Regions from separate parts of the Solanum lycopersicum genome. Here region 1 is linked to region 2. Evidence: chromatin contacts called from public HiChIP or PLAC-seq data. All regions are on one chromosome and are shown on one strand. The core of a region is the stretch at or near the end of the contact, and the rest is flanking DNA. Distances in the headings are between cores, read along the strand shown.

Region 1 (5,025 bases), core at 1,213-3,712, 180 kb after region 2:
CTAGATAAAATATATAAAAATGCTCTATTTATAGTTTGATTCAAATATGTTCTTGTCATTAATATTTTGATTCAAAATGTCTTTATTTTTATTTAATGAGTTAAAAATGCCCATTTTCGAATAAATATATTCTTTATTTTCTTTTTAATATATTTTTTTCTAATAATATTATTTCTAAAAAAGATATATTTATCCTACTTCAATTAATTTTTTTTCTCTTATTTTATTACAATTAATTTTATTGTTATATAAATAAAAATAAATGACGAATATATTATATTCTTATATATATAATCCATCAAAGGGTACATGAAATTATTCTATTTAATTAATAAATGAGATTTAAGAAGAAAAAAGTTATTTCCTATATTTTTATTTGTTAAACCGATTTTAAAAGAAAAAAACAAGAATACAATTTTTTAATAATATTTTAATTAAAAAGAAATTATATTTTTAAAAAAAGAAATAATATATTTATTTAGAATAAAGAATTTTTTAACCCATTTAATAACTATAGAGGCATTTGTAGATCAAAATATTAATTACAAAAGTATTTCTGAATAAAAAACTGATGACAGATATATTAAAGTCAAATTATAAACAAAAGATAATTTTATTCATTTCTCGTAATTAAAATTTTTTTCTAATTATTTTTCCTTAATTATATGGTATAATAACAACTACTAGGAAGTTTTAAAAAAAATTCCTTTTTGTGTTGTTAAAGGGATGAGAACAAAATCCCCAAAGCAGAAATAGACATGACTTGCATCCATGTTAGGACTAAGTGGTCTCAAACGTGTAGCTAAAAACACTTTAATTCTAATTTACGTGATATAGTATAATTTAATATAAATCGATACGAAAAAATATTATTCCTTGTTAGTTTTTTAGATGCAAATCACAAAATCTTTTGCAAAACATATACAATTCATATGTCAGATGTCCACAGAGATGCACAAACAGATCCCAGCATCACTTTCTTATTCTTTTTTCCAACACATGGTTCTCATGATGTTTTTAAAGTTAGTTAATTCAAATTAATACCACTTTTTTGAAATATTACTTTAATAAATTTTTTTACATCAAATTTTTAATAAAAGTTATAATTATACAAATATTATCATATATTTTTTTAAAATTCTTATTAAATTATGTCAAATTAAAAGGAAATAATATTCTCTTGGATTGTCAGTCAATGTAGAAAAAATCATAGGTATATATCGTGTCCTCATGAGTTTGATTTTTTTTAAAAAAAAATTAGCATGAAATACAATGTATATTAATTAATTTAAATGTCTGACCAATAAAAAATGTCTAAATATTTTATTACGCTCAAGACAATAAGGAGGAAGAAGCAAACATAATTCAACAAACTAAAATTATAACCAATTTTTTCATAGAAGAATAAATATTTTCTAGTTGGAAAATTACAATTATTTACTTTAATTAAAATCTATGTTAAGGTATTAAAATATGATTAATATTTGAATTAATATTTTAATTTGATTTAACGTGAAGCTTAATACAATAATTTTTAAAAAAATATTATTATGTTAAATTAAAATTATGTCAAAGTACCTTTTAATTTTCTGACATAAAACATAGCACATAAAAAACTAAAATTAAAATATTATAAAAAAAAATCATCTTTTCAAAATAAACTAAAAAGAAAAATAAATCATTCCTTTCTTAACAGTCTCACATGTTATATGTTATTTTTGAAAAAATATATATTAATAATCTAAATATCAAATTTTAATAAAAACACATTTACTCATTTTTATATAACAATAAAAGAAGTGCTTTATAAGTAGAAATGTAATTTCTATTACAGTTCACCAGTCTCAATTAATATAATTTTAAATTAAACTTAAATTAAATTATAAATATATATATGCATCTAAAAATCCCTTTTTTTTACATGAACTAAAAAAATTTAGAAAAATAAAATAAATATTCTAGTTGGGTTCATTTGGAGGCAGGGTTACCAACCTAGATTATTATCCTCCGTTTCACAAATAACGACCTAGTTTGATTTGACATGAAATTTAAGAAAATAAAGAAGACTTTTGATCATGTGGTTCTAAATTAAAGTTATGCCAAATATATAAAATTATTTTTTAATCTTCTGGCTTTAAACATATCACGTGAAAAATTATTATAAAAAAAAAGATCATTCTTTTTAAAACATACTTAAAAAAATCATTCTTTTTAAAACATACTTAAAAAAATCATTCTTTTTAAAATAGAAAGAAAATGACTTATGGAATGTGTAAAAGTATTTTCATATTCTTACAAAGATTTCAAATCCAAATTCGTATCCAAATATTAATAAAAGAAAATCTTATTGAAAGCGTGTCCGAAAAAGGTTAAATGGTGTAATAGAAAAAAGTTGAACAGTGAAAAAAAGAAAATAAAAAGGAAAGTGGTACTAATTTGGTTTGCTACAAAATGCCCTGAAAAATTGCAGAGTTGTGAGGACAAGTAGGAGAGAGGAAGATAAAGAGCAGTACTTTTTGAGCAGATCTATCACAAACAATCTCTTCTCTCTCACTCTGCCCAAAACTCAGCCATGTTCTCCTTGAATGGCACCAGTTTTACGGTAATACCAGTGACCCATTTCTTGAATCTCTGTTTTGATTGTTCACAGTCTGATGAAATGAAGAAGAAGAAGGAGAAATTGTGTTGATTGATTGATTGTTAGTTCTTTGATTCAGATTGAGTTTTTTACGACTCCCATTTTCATAGATTGAGCTGAAAGTGTTAATTTTGAGTGATAGAGATAGGATAAGGAAAAGGGAACAACACCCAGATTTCTTTTTTCACTGAAACTGAAAAAAAAGGAATCTTGATGTGATTCATGAATATTCAGATTGATTTAGACATACCCATATTTAGAATTGAGTTGAAAAGCTGTTGATTAGTGTTTTTGTTTACTTGTGGACAATCTTTGATTTCTATTTTGTGTTATTGTGATTGTTTTATTGTAATTTGCAGAACAATTCGTTATCTGGGGTTTCAAGATGTTTGAATCAGTCAAGCAGAAGAGTTTCAGCTCCTATGGTGGTGGTAGCCGCCGTGAACTCAAACGGAAAACCTGGAGATGGAAGTGTTAGTGTATTGGTTGAGAATGCTTTGACGGAAAGTCCTGCACCGGTTGAGATGGAGGTTAAATCTACTGTTACTGGTGGAGTTCAAGACGTTTATGGTGAGGATAGTGCCACAGAAGATCAATCCATCACACCTTGGACCTTATCTGTTGCTAGGTGAAAAATTACTTCTTTTGAATTTGAATTGATAATCCTATGCTTTCTGTTCCCAGATGGGGTTTAAGTTCAAGATTTAGATGGATTTTGATTAATTCAATTAAGGACCGGGAAGGCCGGACCACAAGAGTGTATTGTATACGAAGGCTGTTTTCACGGCTTGAATCTGTGACCGAGATGAATGTTCATGTCGGTCCAACTAAATGGGGTTATCTGGTATTAGAGGCTCTTGTATTCTGGCTTTTTTTTTGATTTAAAAAAGAAAAGAAATTGAGCTTTCATCACAGCTAGACTTATAACCTTTTGTCTACATATGCATGATCTGATTTTCTTAGATGTTTTGTTAATATCAAATAAAGGCACTTGCTTTTCTTCTATTTCTTTTACAATTATTATAATCTTTTGGGGAAAAAAAAGAATATATAAGAATTTGTCCCCACTAAAGAGCTATTGGGATTTGTCTTTTTGGTAAACCAATGGTGGACATATTTTGTGTTAGTCACTGTTTTCTTTAGTCACCTATAATTTTACATTATAGATACTGTTTCCTAAGTATGATGCCTCTATGCTCCAACAGTCACCAAGGGTACAACAACAACATACTCGGCGAGGTCGCACAAGTGGGGTCCACGGAGGGTAAGGTGTATCACGAGACACTGTTTCCAAAGGGTGATCCCAGGAATTTGGGGCTATTTCTATAAGCCTTGTTGTAGATTGAGTTTTCCATATTAATTTAGAGTATTTATTGTTTGATGAAGTTAGTAATTTCAATAAAAAGCATCATGATGATGCAACAATTATAAGATATGAGCATTAAGTTTGAGTATATTATATGTTTATTTCTTAATGTATTGAAGTTGTTAGTTACTGATTGAGCCTTCTTGAGATATCATTAACGCAGTTTGCTCTTGATATACATTCTGCATTAAGTTCGAATTAATACAGTCTGCTCTTGAGCCGTCTTGGGATATCATAAATGCGGTTGCTCTATGTATTTTTTTAGAAGGGCTGAACTTCCATGTCGTTTTCTTTCAAAGATCATCTGTTTTCAGCATTCATTTAACAATTCCTACTTCCATGTTAATGAAAAAGACTCGAGCTTTAGTCTGACACTTGATTATCTCAGAAGTTGTCTTTACTTACGTGCACTGAAACATACTGTGTTCTTTTGCTTACAGTGGTTTCTCATTGTTGCGTAACCCACACTACAATAAGGGCCTTGCTTTCTCTGAGAGAGAGAGAGACACCCACTATTTGCGTGGTCTTCTTCCTCCTGTCGTAATTAGTCATGACCTTCAGGTTGTATATTCTGCATGTTACAAAATCCTACAGTTTCCGTGTCTCTCTTTATCTGATCAGATGAAAGCTCAATAACAACATTGTTGTGCTACTCGATGTCACAGGTCAAGAAAATGATGAACAGCATCCGTAAGTATGATGTACCACTTCAAAGATACATGGCCATGATGGATCTTCAGGTAGTAAACAAAATGATTTTTAGGTTCTAAATACTTTCTGCAATTAAGGTTTTTTTTGCGTCAAAACTCCTTTATGTTATACTAAATTGAGCAGAACACAGATGATTAGTGTATAATAATCTTTCAAGTGTGATGACACTGGGAAATGTTAAACCATTTGTTTGTTCAGCTCAAGTCCAGAAGTCCTTCTGCACGTGTATGCCCGGCTTTAGTTGCTTCATAATACTCTTGTTTATTGTTGTATGAATCGTGGTGCAGGAAATGAATGAGCGGCTATTCTA
Region 2 (4,900 bases), core at 1,904-4,403:
ATGCAGAAAATTATAATTTATAATACTTTTCATGTAGTTTTAGAATATCTAATTTTTTTTATTTAAAATATCAAATTAACGTGATCTAATTTACCTTTGAAAATTAATCAAATGAACTTTCGATAAACGCAACATGACAAACAATTTCAAACAGAGGGGAGTAATTAGCTTTGGAAAGGAAAATGAGTTAAGCACATGGGAATTTCAAACAATGACATGATTAAATTAATTGCACAAGTACAATTCAATTTTTTCACATAAACAACTAATATATCACAATTAGAACAAAATGTAATGACTAACTGAGGCAAACACATTCGTATTTGCTTAAGAATGGAGTAAAATTCATACTGATGTGTTTATGGAGAGGCAAACAAGCTAACATAAAATTAAGTACACCATAACGACATTTTACTTCCAAAAAGGGGCCAATATTTGTAACTTAAATACTAAACAAATCATCAAAGTCTATGACTAAACAACAAGAAATCAACTGGAAACTAAAGAAGATGAGAAATCGATCAAACTCAAAAAGCTAAATTTAAACAAAGATCAGCCCTTTGTATTAACTATAAAACAGTGAACAAATACTAAGATAAGAGAAGCTACTAAACATGTATACAATTATAAGAACTCAAACTTTCGATGAGGTCCAATTTCAGAAGACTTGAAGAGATCAAGATTAAGAACACTAGTCGAAGTAAAATAAAATAAAAGGAGAATGACAAACAACTGAACTCTTGAAAATAACATAACCTCACATTGAAACACAGATTTAGTGATAAAACATGAATGAAACTGAGATGGATACAGAGGATGGGTTAGTAGCCATCTGAATAAATACAGAAACTGTATAGTACTCTGATAAGTATGAGAGCATGTTGATACTAACTTGAATGAACAACTTCAAAAGGCTAAAACATACCAGTGTTCGAAATAGGATATAAATAATAATCAAGTTATATTAGAATGGATGGAAGACTATAATTGTTATATTCTACGTGTTTTGATGATTCTTACAAATGCGGGGACCTAGTTCCTGGCAGAGTGCTCTCGTCCAGATACAAATGGGGTACAGTCATAAAAGCTGTCATGTCAGGTGGTAGGTGAAAGTGTAGTATCCTACACCAATAAGAAGAGTGGACGAGATTGTATGTTTCAGTATCTCACAAATGCAGGGACCTGGTACCAGACAGAGTTTCCTCCATCAGATATATAATTGGTTACATCTGTAAAGCTGTCATGAGAGGTTGATAAGACGTCAGTGTACTACACCAATCAGAATGGAGGAAGGTGTTTGTCCAACGGATAATAACTCTTTATGTTTGATACTTTTAGCATGACAAACACCATATTATATTCATTCATCCAAAGAAAGAAGTCAGTCAGCAAGCCTTTTCAAGAACTTATATAGAAGTTTGCAACCTGGTTCCCGCAAGCAAGGGACATGGTACCCGCAAGACTAAGACGTGAAAAGGACGAAAAGACAGTTGTCATCTCTGATGCGGTAGGTGCACAACTTTTCTAACAGCAGCCCTTCAGCCAATGGGATGACTTCAACGAATTTGTGGGAAATTATATTATCTCTTTCCAACAAACACAAATTTGAGACTTGGCAAATTGAACTTGGATTTTCTCTGAAAATTCACAAGCTTGAACAAAAGGTCATTTTCAAGGAAGAACATTGCTCAACTCAACAGAAGGACCTGATAGAGTAAAGAAGAATCTTTGTTGTATTTAGAGCTTTGTATTTATGTACTTACATTGTAAATTTGTTCCTAATCTATAAAGGATTCAGATATTTGTTTTGGGTTTGTAAAAGTCTAAATCAGTTAAGATTAACTGATTTAGTGGGCAATATTAGTTTGTTGCTTAGTCAAATTCTAAGTCATCTAGAGTTAGGTGGTTTAGTGGGCGGTGTTGTATCCGCTTAGGCTCTTCAAGTAATAGGTAGATTACTTGATCGTGAGATTAATAACTTTTTCACACATTGATTGTAACAGAGTTTCACTTTTGCTTGAGAAGATTAGTGAAGACGGTTGTAAATCCTGTGCAACAAGTCGTGGTTTTACTCCCTTGAGCAAGGAGGTTTCCACGTAAACTGCTTGTGTTGTGTTCTTTATATTATTTAATCTTCAGCACTGTTCTTGCTGTGTCAAGGGACCTGGTCCGTTGACCGATAGTGATCGCACATATTCCAAAAATAATCAATCTAGAACATGAGCAAACAGAGAAAACATAACCAAACAGTCATCAAACTCATCTCGAACCAAAAGAACATAGGCTACTCAAGCATAACTAAATCGAGAATCAATCGACTTTTCAGAACAAAACCAAGCTATATTGAAACTATGAAGTGAATTTGGAATAGCAGTTCATTGCTTCAATCGCAAAACTCATAAAACTCTTAATCATAAAATAACAAAGAAAAACTAAAGTCATTTTTACCTCTTTCGGAGCAGCAAACTGAGACGAGTCCGGACTCGATCAGAACTTCCACCACCACACTGTAAATTCCGAAAACTTCAGCGAGCTCCAAAGATGCATGAAAGAACAAACAGATTCCAAAGAGACTCAAATCCTTTTGTATTCTAATCGAGAATGTTTTTTTTTTGTTCAAGTTTTTACTCTCGACCTCAGAAAATCCTTTCTCTCTAAACTATCATTTTCTCTACCTCCCTTTATTCTCCAGCTCTCCTCGTCAACCTCAAATAGTGAATAAGTGGGAGGTTTTTATATGGGGGAAATTAGGGCATATTTTGAAAGGGGAAAACGGGATAAGTTTTTGAAAATCAAAATTCAAAAATCTCCCCCCGAAAGATAAGATAAGGCTGCTAGCTTTGTACCAATACCTCTACAATTCTCAACGGAAGAATGAAGATAGTCATCCGATTCGAAGCAAAGGACGAAAGAGACGGGAGATTTCGACACCTGGTTCCGTACGCGAGAACGACGGACTCCGGTCGATTTCGCTGGACTGGGCTCGCGATTTGCGATGAACAGCGTCGGGACTCTACTTGCGCCGGAATCGCTGGATTTCGCATCTGAAAGAAAGAAGAACAGTACGCGATAGGGTCAGGAGAATGAAGGAAAAATTAGTAATCGAGTCAAAAATCCTGACATAATTAATAAAAAATTATTCTTTATAAATATTATTAAAATTGTCAAAATATCAATATTTTATAAAATAAAGTGTATCCTTTTTTTAGTTCTTTTTTTAATCTCACATTCCCTTAATCACACGTTTCCAATACATTCTCTTTCGTACGTTTTCAAAAATAGTAATTTTTCTAATTCAGTTCTTCCATTCTTCCAATCCCATATTCTCTCTCTTTCATTTTTTTGATTTTTTCTTCAAAATATGAAAAATATATCTCTAGAGATATTTATAACAATCCCTTTCATTAAGGTATGCATTTTTATTCGATTTTTAAATTTGTTGATTTTTTTTGTTTAAATCTTTCAAAATTTTTGTTTGTTTAGTGGAGTAGTACCTTCTTCAATTTCATTTAGGGTTTTGGATATTGAAAACCTCAAAAACCCTCTTTAATGAACGATTCTAAGAGGATTACAAGAGGTATCTGACTTTATCATTAATTTTTTAGCAATTTCTCATGTTTCTTGTTCAAAGCGTATCCGCACTAATGAAGTGGAATCTAAATACCTAAATCATATGAGTCTTACTATATAAAGAATTAACACCTAACAAGATATATTTATCATATACTATAAAATACCTAATAACACATTATGATTACCTACAAGAAAAGGGAATTATGTATAATAGTAATAAGCAACCTGTTGGGTTATGGGCCTTTTTTCCCTTCCTATGTGGATAAATAAAAGCTCATTTTGGACCAACCCATTTTTGCTCATAGACCCATTCTTATGAGGCAAATATAAGCCTATTTTGGTCTTATTTTCATATACACAGAGAGTTTTTTCAGCAGCCAAAAAGAGAGAAAGAGAGCAGTTTTCGCAGTCAAAATTCAGCCCTAACAGCCAACTTCAAATTGCGATTTCCGCTTCGTTTCTTGTCCGATTGAGCTGATTTTTGGACAGCATATTATCTTCATTTCAAGCTTTGATTAGGAACTGACAGAGTTGGATTTGGTGGCCTGCATCTTCAGTTTTCCTGTCGTGAACAGTAGCTGCGAAATTGGTGATTTTGCTCCTTTAATTCTCTAGATTTGGTGCAATCTAATTTTTTTGTTGCTCGTTGTTTGATACTTGTTTTGTGGACAATTTTGGAGAACAATATTGTAACTCTTGGTGATTATAGTGGAGCTTTTGGTCTCGTGATTTTTTACTCTTCATATCAAAGGTTTTCCACGTAAATCTTGGTGTCTTGTGTGATTGGTTTATTATTGCCTTGTTATATTTGTTTGGTTGAATTACTTGCTGCCTTACTATCATATTGCTTGTAGTTGTTTTTCTCTTGGTTCAAATCGAAAAGGGAAAGTATAGACTTGGGTATTCTTCCGCTGTTATCCTGTCAGGCACTCTTTGTTAGTGCCTTGTCTTTCCCAACACAACCTGCCTGCTAACCAAAATGTTTAACCAAAACGACTCCTTGTTGGTAGTTGATAGATGTTGGTTCGATTTAATCTATTTATTACTCAAGGAATGATAGATAAGATTGGATCAACGACTAAAACTTGCGGAAGAGAGTCGATCTAAGCATGTACATGACCAAATCCGTATACAAAATCTTCCTTAAGTTTAGAACCGATGTAGAATCTTTGCGGTGGGAAATTCAAAAAGAATAACGAAGACCAAATAGTTGATAAAGCGGTATTTAATTATCTTTATGAAATAGTAAGATCATTAAATATATTACCATTACAATATTTGAATGTTCAATTGAAATTGTTCAAACACATAAAATTTTGATTTTTCT

Evidence for each region. HiChIP or PLAC-seq counts read pairs in DNA pulled down with a chosen protein or histone mark.
Region 1: a contact with region 2 is called in an RNA polymerase II HiChIP or PLAC-seq map of leaf, with 7 times the contacts expected there. The contact joins the promoter of ME1 here to the promoter of LOC101258044 in region 2. A contact is called at or near these places in 3 of 8 Hi-C or Micro-C datasets (all in leaf) and 1 of 1 datasets of contacts at active chromatin or transcription factors (leaf).

Annotation. Positions count from the first base shown.
Region 1 is chr12:61,611,035-61,616,059 of SLM_r2.1, forward strand. ME1 (NADP-malic enzyme) reads left to right here and starts at 2,463. Exons shown (of 20, transcript NM_001247529.2): 1 at 2,463-2,602; 2 at 2,998-3,266; 3 at 4,445-4,565; 4 at 4,670-4,744; 5 at 5,003-5,025. The coding sequence starts at 2,573.
Region 2 is chr12:61,432,148-61,437,047 of SLM_r2.1, forward strand. LOC101258044 reads right to left here and starts at 3,154. Exons shown (of 10, transcript XM_069292363.1): 1 at 2,449-3,154.